3 separate regions of the Hordeum vulgare genome follow, and all the other regions are linked to region 1. Evidence: chromatin contacts called from public Hi-C data. All regions are on one chromosome and are shown on one strand. Each heading gives the region's core, a stretch centred on a gene start, on an enhancer-like site or on the middle of the called end of the contact. The rest is flanking DNA. Distances are from core to core; before and after follow the strand shown.

Region 1 (3,420 bases), core at 274-2,773:
TCTTAACCTTATCAGATTATAGAACCTCTTAAGCATTAAACCGACTCACTAGAGCTACAACATAAACAGGGCTTATAAGTAGATAACAGCCACATGACAGAAGTGATTGTATACCAAAGTTCGCTGGATTAATGAGCAAGACGAATTACACCAGTTTGAGGTGATTGCCAAACAAACTGAGCTGAGCTGGATACTGAACAAGGCAATGCCAATGGCAATTACTTCTTTGCAACTAGTACCATATTCCCCGTGGCCAGAATCATTGAAGTCCAAATCAAGTACCACGGAGGGTGTCCAGACTACAGACTACAGATGAGGTTGTGCTAGCTTAGGATCGTGCTATTGACTGAAACTTAAATCAGTTAAATAGTAGCAGTACATGGCAAAGATTCTCAAATCTATATAGGAGAAGGACCCATGCAAAGCAAAAATTTAAACCATGGCTACATTATTAAAATGGAAGTTGACCAATCATACCACGATTTTAATTCCCTGCTTAAGCTAAAACTAGTAAGCTTTCATCAAAGGGTACTCACATCTTTCCTGTAAATGGCGCCTTGGAAGTAGAGCAAGGTCGGCCGGTCGTCGTAGCCGGTGGAATCATTCAAGAAGTCGTCGACGACATGCTGGTACGGGGCGATGACGTCCTTGTCGATGTTGGCCACGCTGTGTGGGTACCTCCCAAAGTCACAGAGCACGAAGACGCAGGGCCAGAGCTTGTAGCGCGCGTCGAGCATCCCGTTGGGGTGGTGCGCGAGCACGACGTGGTCCCTCCCGCCGGACCTCCGCCACTCTGGCCGCGCGGCGAGGAACTCGATCAGCCTCCGCTGCAGCGTCCGGTCCTCACTGGTCCGCGCGGGCGGCACGACCTTGGAGTGGCGGTTGAAGCTGAGGGAGGCGAAGAAAGGCACGAAGACGACGTCGGCCCTGGCGGGGTCGCGCACCCGGACGGCGTTGCACGGCGTGGGCGCGCCCTGCTCGGAGGCGAGGAGGTCCAGCGTGAGCCAGTACTCGATGCTGTGCTGCAGGTTGAGCCCGCCGGGGTACTCCGGCACGCCGTGCCTGACGTCCGGCCAAAGGCCGCCGCCGCTCCCGGGCTCCCAGTCGAGCATGCCGAAGTGGAACTCGAGGGGCAGGTCGTACATGTAGACGCGCAGCAGCGCCTTGTCCGGATCGCATTTCCTGCCAGGAGAGGCGGAGGGGAGCCCCTGGCGGCGGGCATCGAGCGCGGCCGGGGCGGCGGCGGAGTCGAGGAGGAGGTACCAGGAGGCGAAGAAGAGCGCGGCGGCGAGGGAGAAGAACCAGACGAGCGGGTTCCGGCAGGAGGCGGCGGCGGCCATGAAGCCGCTAGCGGTAGGCATAGCAATGCGGGTGGAGGTGGAGGTGGGCGGCCATGGCGCTCGGATCTGAGGAGGTGGGGGATACGTGTGTGGTATGTGGGGATGGGTCAGTGGCGGCCGCGGTCTCCTGCGTCGGGCGGGGGTGGGGCTTCGATCGATAGGGTCGGACCAGGATCCGGGGCGAGTCGAAGGAGACGGTTGCGCTTGGACGGATGCGGTGCGGCAAGAACCGAGGAACGGCTTCTTTCCAGATCCACGCAAGGACGCACGCACTTCCACCCACATTGCGGTCGCTACCCTTTTGCCGCTTTCCTCAAAGACAACGAAATTACTCTCATTCCTCACGACATGTGCAAGGGTCTCACTTTGTAAACCCTTAAAAATAACCGTTTTTTTATAGTTTTCATCGGAAAAACGACGTAAACTAGAACCCTAAAACCTTAAACCCGTAAAAAAAATTAGAGGTCCAACCCTCAAACCCCTTCCCAGCCTGTAGAAGTGAGAGTTGGGAGGGAAAACTGCCCCCAACCCGCACTCATTTTCCCACCTCGCACAGGAGGCAGTTGGTTCCCCCACGCGGGAGGAATCCGCATCGGCCGCCGCCGACCCCCGCGCTCCGGCCGCAGCCCCGCCGCCCCCCGCGCCCCAGCCGCCGCCCCGCCGCTCCTTCGCGCCCCGGCTGCCGCCCCTCCGCGCCCCGCCGCCCTCCGCATCTCGGCCGCCGCCCTCCGCGCCCCCGCCGGCCCACCGCGCCCCGGCCGCCGCCCCGCCGCCCCTCCGCTCCTCGGCCGCGTCCCCGCCCCGCCCCGGACACCGCCCACCCGCGCCCCGCCCCGGTGAGATTTTTTTTTACTTTTTAAGTTTTTAATTTTTGCTTCATTGGCACTAATTGTAGCCACTTGGTATGTAGATGGACTCTGTTGTCGGATTCGTTGGATTGGTCGTCATCCGACGATTCGGACATTGACGAGTTGTTGCAAGACGACGACGTCGATATGATGAGCCTCCTCGTCGACGTGCAAGCGTTTGAAGACCGCGTGAAGCTTTTGGATCAGAGGAGAGGGTCGAAGATGGGGCGACTCACCATCTACCGGAACCGCGCTCTCGGACACGAGCATTTGATGCGAGACTACTTCGCGGAGGTACCTACATATCCTCCTCGTCTCTTTCGCAGAAGGTACCGGATGCGTCGTAGTTTGTTTGTGAAGATTGTCACCGATTGTGAGGCCGCCTCCTATTATTTTAAACGTCGTAGATCCGCCGCCGGTATCATGAGGTTTAGTGCATATCAAAAGATATCGGAGGCAATGCGGGTACTCGCTTATGGCATACCCGCGGATTACACCGACGAGTATCTTCGCATTGGGGAAGATACAACCACGGAGTCCGTCCGTAGGTTTGCCAAGTTGGTCATCCGGTTGTATGGTGAGCAGTATCTTCGGGCATCAAACGAGGAAGATACAAAGAGATTAATGGAAATGAATGAAAAAAGGGGATGGCCGGGGATGCTTGGTAGTCTTGATTGCATGCATTGGAGGTAGAAAAATTGCCCAAAGGCATGGCAGGGAATGTACTGCGGTAAAAGTCGTGATGCTACCATTGTGCTTGAGGCCGTAGCATCGGAGGACACATGGATTTGGCATGCATTCTTTGGGTTGCCGGGAACACTCAATGATATCAATGTCCTCAATAGATCTCCTTTGTTCAAAAGATTAATTTCTGGGGATGCTCCAGCTTGCAACTACAAAATCATGAACAATGAGTACTCAATGGGATACTATCTCACCGATGGCATCTATCCCGAATGGGCAACTCTTGTGAAGTCCATCAAGGAGAAAAATGGAGTGCCCTTAATAAGAAAGCAGGCTCATTTCACCAAGGCACAAGAGGCAGCCCGCAAAGATATTGAGAGAGCTTTCGGTGTTTTGCAAGCAAGGTTTGCCATAGTTCGGGGTCCAGCTCAGTTTTGGGACAAAAGAACCTTGATGAACATCATGAAATGTTGTGTGTTTCTACACAACAGGATCCTAGAGGATGAGAGAGGGTTAAACCTCCCTTGTTTCTATGACAATGTTGGTAG
Region 2 (3,420 bases), core at 277-2,776, 230 kb after region 1:
GAGTGTATCTACATACCCTTGTAGATCGCTAAGTGGAAGCGTATATAACGCGGTTGATGTAGTGGAACATCTTCGCGGTCCAAATCACAGCCCGTCCCGCGATCTCATCACGATCCGTCCCGCAATCTAGTGCCGAATAGACGGCACCTCCGCGTTCAGCACATGTACAACTTGATGATGATCTCAGCCTTCTTGATCCATCAAGAGAGACGAAGAGGTAGCTGAATTCTCCGACAGCACGACGACATGGCGGCGATGGTGGTGGAGTTACTCCGGCAGGGCTTCGCCGTACAGTACCGAACTAGCTACGGGGTGTCACGAAGTGGTGGAGGGAGAGAGGGCTGCGCCTTGGCTTGAGGTACCAGAAGTGTCGAGGATATACCCCACAGTGTAACCCGGCTTGAAGTATGACCCGCCAAGGACTTGGCGACTCACCGGCGACTCACCAGCGACCTGGCGGGCGATTCATACTTGACCCCACAAGAGACTCAGATAAATGACGAAGTCCCAAGGCCCGGCGTACACCCTGGCATAAGGCGGCTCATAGAGAGGCTAGGAGGGCCGGTTCACAAGAGAAGGCCCAAGGAGAGGAGAAACTCCCTCACAAAGGAATCAAGACCCGGATTAGGATTCAAGAGAGACTAGTCATATTCCTACTCCTAGTAGGACTCTACATGTAAACCTACCCCTTCCACTTATATAAGGAGGGGTAAGGCGCCCCAAGAGGGACAAGATTCACAATTTCGGTCTCGACAAGACAAATCATGAGATAGACAGATTAGACACCCACGAGATTAGAGGTGGTGAGTCTGCACCCTTGTAATCGATATCATCATATTCATCAATGAAACACAAGCAGGACGTAGGCTTTTACTTCCATCGGAGGGGCCGAACTTGGGTAAACTCGCGTCTTTCGATTCCGACCAACCTCTCTCAAGCCGCCACATAGTTGCGATGGCTCCACACCTAAGTCATTACACGAGGACATATGCCGTGACAAAACCACGACATTTGGCGTCCACCGTGGGGTTGATGACACGATGAAATTGTGTTTTTGAAGGAAAAATTTTTGGGATCAAGAAACTCGCGATAGATCAGATAAAAAAAAGCCGGCACGGAACAATCGTGCTTTTGATGGTTTCATATGAAAGGGCTCGGGCGGAAGGATCAACATTATCTCCGGCGAGATGAATCGAAACAATATATACGAGGTTGAAATTCAAAGAAAAGTTAGGGTCTCATGGTGTGCGGCACCGCACACGACTTGCGATCCAGATTCGAAGTCAAGAGATATTCAGATCAGCCGTCATCAGCGGCGAAGCCAAATCGGACCAGGGAACCAAGAAAAAACAAAGGGGGTCATGATTTCCTAGAGATTGACATCAATACAGACCCGGTCACCGTCTACTCACCACCCGTGCAAGCAGGCCACGACCAGGAGAAGAAACGGAGGCTCGTTCACCAAACCACCCCGACCCGAAAGTGGGCTCGGTCTCGCGCCACCGTGTCCTTTGCGTCACTGCAGGGCTCGCCTCGTCTGTGCGGGTCCGAGCCGCCCTTGCTCCAACGAGCCGCCCGGCCCTGCTTCGCCTCTGTCACGACCAAGTCGTCGTTGCAGTTTCGGCCTCAGAGCCACCCCAGCCGCGCTCCGCCTCGTTTGGCCTCACTACGCCAGCCGCCGCCGCCATGACCTCTGCAGCTGCGCCTGAGCCGCCATGGCCTCGCCTTCTCTCCAGACATGTTGCTTCCACTTCACCTTGTCGCTGCGCTGCAACCCGCCACGTCGGCTCTTCCTCGCCTTGCCGCTGCGCCACGAGCCGCCGCATCGGCCACACCTCGCACCGGCTGCCGTCCGCACTTGCCTCCACCGTGGCTGCTCACTTCGCCTCTACCATCGAGGCCTCGCCTTGCTGCGCTGACTCCATCCACGCAGCTCCACATCGCTAGTCGTTGTCGCGCCCCGCCAGTGTGCCTTGCTCCGCTTGCCCGCGTCAACGCCGGTCTGCTCTGTCTGAGCCGACTCGCTTCTACTGTTCTGCATTTACTAACGCAGCTACTGGAGGGACCAAGTGCTTGGGCCATAGGAGCTTCATCGCGTCGGCGGCACCTACGTCCGGAACAGTTAAGGAGAAACTAAAGCCGAAAGCAATACACACGTACAAATGCAAATCAGCCAACCGATGCTCCATGAGAAAAAGGAATGAAGAAGAATCCTTTGCCCAAGAAAAAAAGGAGACGTCCAGGCCATGATCATGCCGCGCAGTGCAACACCCTACAGGCTACTTCATCGGTCAGTCTAATACAAATGGAAGAAGCATGCCAGCCATCGCAAGTTGCAAAACCGATATGCAAACTCCCAAGGCCACAGTCTACACATCAGGGAGCTATGCATGCATGCGTTATGCCACGGAAAGAAAAGTCAAGTCCACATGCAGTCCCTCTGCAAACATGGAGATCATAAAAAAGGAGTAGTAGCTGGGCCTCGGAAGGTTGAAAAGAAAATGAGGATAAAATACAAAGGAACGCCCATGTGAGTGAAGATATTATGTCGAAAGTACAACTACGCCATCGTCCGATTACGTTCAGCATCGGTGTCCGCATTCATCCGACAAAAATATCACATGATATTTATCCTACCTATTTTCCATTATATATATATTTTCTCCGAGAACAATCACTCTAGCCTACAGTATTTTAGTACAATTACTCATTACAAAGACGGCTCTATATTGCGAGTACGAAGCTTGTGTCAAATTAATGCCACGGGCGACTCACTATCCGCGGTGGCTTACAAAGACGCGACCAACTCTCAAGTCCGCGCAACACACACGGATGCAAGACGCCGCCCTTGCGGTCCGGACGACATCAACCCTTCGGTGCAGTGCTCGCGCGTACGAGTCGGCCAACAGACGGATGCAAGACGCCGCCCTCGCGGTCCAGATGACATCAACATATCGGTGCAGTGCTCGCGTGGATGAGCTGTCTAACAGACGCATGCAAGCCGCCTATGCGATCCGTCTCCCCCAACAACATTGGAGCAAAGCATATCAAAAGCAACATGAGAGTTTGACACGGAAACATCCCTCATGGAGCTACAATTTGAGACGGCCATTATTGAACCGGCAATTCAAAGCAAGCAACAAAGGAAAAGGAAAGTGGTCCTGGCGGAACCACGAGAGCCGGACTACCTGAAAATTAAGCACGGGTCAAAAGTCCATTATTCACCATCAACCCTATGCCGACTTATGTCCCAATCAAGTATGGAGATTCTCAAGCTGCCTCTTTGAGTCGACTTAAGACTTGGGGGCTACACAGACATGTCTCGCCAGATCCAACCAGGTTGAATAATTCAAGAACACTGGGTCATTACAGGCAAGATAACCCGGCCCCTAGGGCTATTGCCTCATTGGCGGGCATTTT
Region 3 (3,420 bases), core at 676-3,175, 210 kb before region 1:
AGCTAAATATCAGTAGTGTGATTCTTAGTGTTGCCCATTCTTTTTTTGGGAGCAATTACTATCAAGTTCGGGATTGACCAAAAATTGAAGAAAAAGTGAAGAGGTATTTTTTTGACTCAGGCTACTCCCAATGCTCTACCTTATACAAGTGCTAAGGCTGCCACATAGGCAAAAAATCTGATGTGGCAAGCTAATTAATAGGAGAGAGATGGGTGTGGTGACCCAGGAAGAAAAATGCTAAACATGTGAACCTAGGTAAAACAATTAAATGAAAGAAATGCACCAATGGAAAAGCATTAAATAAGGAGGCTTAGCTACAATAAGCTAAGCAACTATGCATTGGAGACTTTAGTTGCTAAACTATTTAATGTGCTTAGCACCTCATCTTAGCACCAATGCATCGGAAGTGGCCTTATGGCCTTATGGACAAAAATTTGAAGAAAACACATTTTTTTAGAGAGATAGAGAGGCACGTGTCCTAGGTACGTCAGTACGTGGCATGAACTGACCGGGTCATGCATACCCGTTTATGTTTTGTCCAGGGCCGACCTACAAATATACGGGGTCCAGGGCAATACAAGAACATGGGGCCCTTTGACAAACAAAATCTCAATTGTTTTTGAAAACCAAAATAAATATGCAGTACATAGCATAAATTATTGATCTTTCTACTCTAAGAGTGAGAGTACAACTATTTATCGATCAAGAAGACCATATCGTGATAGTAATGAAACAACATAGCTCCAGAAAAATATCAATTTCCTAATTGTCAGCGGACACATCTTCTTTTTTCTTTTTTTAAAAACAAATAGCCTCGTCAAAACTGGTTGCAACTTAAAAATTTCGTGCTACCATGAGATATAAAATTAATGGATGAACTTACAATTGTCTCTAGATCATCCCTAATCTGCCATGTTCTCCACTCCAAAATTCTTTACCCAAATAATAACTATCCTGCATAAGGCATAGTAAAGCAAACTGAGTGTTTCATGTTTATACTAACTATGATGATAAAAACTCGAAGATTCCCTAGAAGAATTACTAGTTTTGAAAAACTTAGCAATTGATCCCTTTTGGGATTCTACTACTTGACAAATACTTTCTTCAAGATATGTTAATACAGGGATCAAAAGCACCTGAAAACCGATTCATGTGGATGTAAGTGGCTTATCCATACACCGGAACAGTCAGCACCAACAATAAGACACGCCTGAAGTGAACCAAATTTCTCCCTTCTTCTAATCTCCTTCGTGAGCATTCTCTCACATTTGGATCCAATGAAAAACAAAAGAATACACATGCACATGTGAACATGTGATGGATGTGCGATCTGAAATTGTAGGTGCCAGAATGTAGAGCTATTTGTCAATCAATCGTTCAATTGAGGAACAATACTACTGGGCAGAAAGAAGAACATATACCATCTTGGTCTCTCCAAAGTCCAGTTGGATGGGAAGCGCTCCAAAGTCGAGTCGATGGGGAGCGAGGAAGGAGAGCTAGTTAGGGAATGACTTAACGACGTAGGTTTCCATTAATGGCTCGTCGCGACTTTGGAAGCAGAGAGGGCGAGAGGCACGGGAGTCAGTGGCGGCGCCGTTCTCAGGAGTGTGTGATTTCGGCGAGTAGAGGAGTCGTTGGTCCATTCTTTATGCGTTCTGCGTGATGGGCTATTCTTTGAACTTTTTTTTTCGTATTTACACTAGGTTATGCTACTACGAGCTGCTACCTGAATCGGGGCCTGCCTCCCGAGAGCCCAGGGCGGGTGCCCCGTTTGCCCGGACTATGGGCCGGGACTGGTTTTGTCCAAGGCTCCAACGCAGCATTTGAAACTCTTCTCGGCCCACCGTTAAAGAAAAAAGAACTATTCTCGGCCCACGATCGAACGGGCCTAAAATAGCACTACCCAAAGAAGGGAAGAGAACGTCACGAACGTTCAGAGGAGGTGAAGAGGAAAGAGAGAGAGAGAGACCGAGAGATCCGCGAACGCACGGTCGCCGGAGAAACTGCAGGAGCCCAGTCGATGGCGTCGTCGGACACCGGCCGCACGCCGGCGCAAGGCGCGGAAGCCGCCTCCGCCTCCTCCTGGCCTCTCCGCAAGCTCCAGGTCTCGACCCCTTCCCGCTCCGTAATCATACAGAAACTTGCAATGCCTTTAATAAATCTTGGGCGGATTCGCGTGTTTCTGAGTGCCCTTCGTCATCTCAGATGTGTTATCAGGCTGTATGGAATCGCCGTGTATAACTGAATCGAATCCGTCTTTAAGATGGTGCTTGAATTTGTGTTCTTCTTCGGTTGCGATTCGATGGCAAAAAGTACTAAGCTCTTCCTATTCCATTTTTGGGGATAGAAAACCTATGCTTGGTGAATGCTATCTCGTCCCTGAACGATTCTATATTTGACTGCCATTCCCCTTGCACGCGATGCTTGTATAGCTGCACACGCATCGGCTACACTTTTTTGTTGGCTAAACCGAGATGGTATTTTTTTTTCTTTACTCCTGAAGCTTCTTTTTTCCCCTGCCGCACTAACCCTCTTTCTGGTTGCATATGTAGAGCTTCACGCCAGGGCTGTGGTCACAGTACAAAGCCTATGAGGATGTGTTTGTGGAGAGGGCTAAAGGCAAGAGCCCCCCCAGTCGGTGTATTTATTTCACTATGATGGTTCCGCAATCAATACTTGGTTTTATTTCCATTTTAGTTACTATTTCGGATGCGGTGGTTCTTGCGAGCGAGCATCAAGTTGAGGCAATTGGATGTGCAACTGTCGCAGGGTTCATCTTGTTCAGAGGTTATATTTAAAGTGTTCTGAAAGAATCTGAGATTTGTTTCTAAAGATAGGTTGCAACTTAATTTATCTGCTCAAACCAGTACCTTATATGGGTGGTTTCAATTAAGACACAAAGTTGGTTATGTCATGTCTTTGAATACGCACATAGACAAGAAATGGGACTCATTGATAGGAATTGGGGAGTGAAGGAAAACTATATAGTTTCACAAACCCTGAAACCAGAGAACATGATCCATCGACAGGCTGCCAAGTCTCTTTCCATTTGTCTTGTACCACATATCTATCCAGTTCTTCACAAATGTTCAAACTGATTTTGACCTGAGAAATACTATTCAGGAGCTAACAGGCCAGATCATCGGATATATTTCCCTTTTAGAGTTGATGTCGCAAAACCTGTTAATTCGATGCATTCTTGCTCATGTGTATTCGTTGTCTGGGCTAATGATTAGTCTTAAGAGAACATTCATTTCAGTTGCAATTGCAGTTGTTTTCTTCTTTGTTTTTTGACTGAAATACAACTAATCTTATTTCCTAGACCAATCACAATTTTAATAAAGAATCATCTCTTTTTTTTCAAGAAAACACAAGAATTATCTCTTCTTTGGAGGCTTCAGAAGTTCTGCGGAGAAATAG

The links. A called contact is a pair of places that touch in the nucleus more often than the background predicts.
Region 2: a contact with region 1 is called in a Hi-C map of leaf, with 4 times the contacts expected there. The contact joins the enhancer-like site here to the promoter of LOC123448753 in region 1. A contact is called at or near these places in 3 of 6 Hi-C or Micro-C datasets (leaf and seedling) and 1 of 1 datasets of contacts at active chromatin or transcription factors (embryo).
Region 3: a contact with region 1 is called in a Hi-C map of seedling, with 2.7 times the contacts expected there. The contact joins the promoter of LOC123448752 here to the promoter of LOC123448753 in region 1. A contact is called at or near these places in 2 of 6 Hi-C or Micro-C datasets (leaf and seedling).

What each region holds. Positions count from the first base shown.
Region 1 is chr4H:407,174,879-407,178,298 of MorexV3_pseudomolecules_assembly, forward strand. LOC123448753 (probable arabinosyltransferase ARAD1) reads right to left here and starts at 1,524. Exons shown (of 2, transcript XM_045125750.1): 1 at 537-1,524. The coding sequence starts at 1,361.
Region 2 is chr4H:407,404,140-407,407,559 of MorexV3_pseudomolecules_assembly, forward strand. No RefSeq gene overlaps it. Among protein-coding and RNA genes, the nearest start is that of LOC123448753, 230 kb to the left of the region's middle. Within about 2 kb of position 1,527, at least 3 of the 3 cell types and tissues checked have open chromatin away from gene starts, as enhancers often do. A contact at or near this core is called in leaf and seedling, where this site is marked.
Region 3 is chr4H:406,960,678-406,964,097 of MorexV3_pseudomolecules_assembly, forward strand. It overlaps LOC123448752 (RGS1-HXK1-interacting protein 1), which reads left to right and starts at 1,926. Exons shown (of 7, transcript XM_045125749.1): 1 at 1,926-2,104; 2 at 2,553-2,619. The coding sequence starts at 2,021.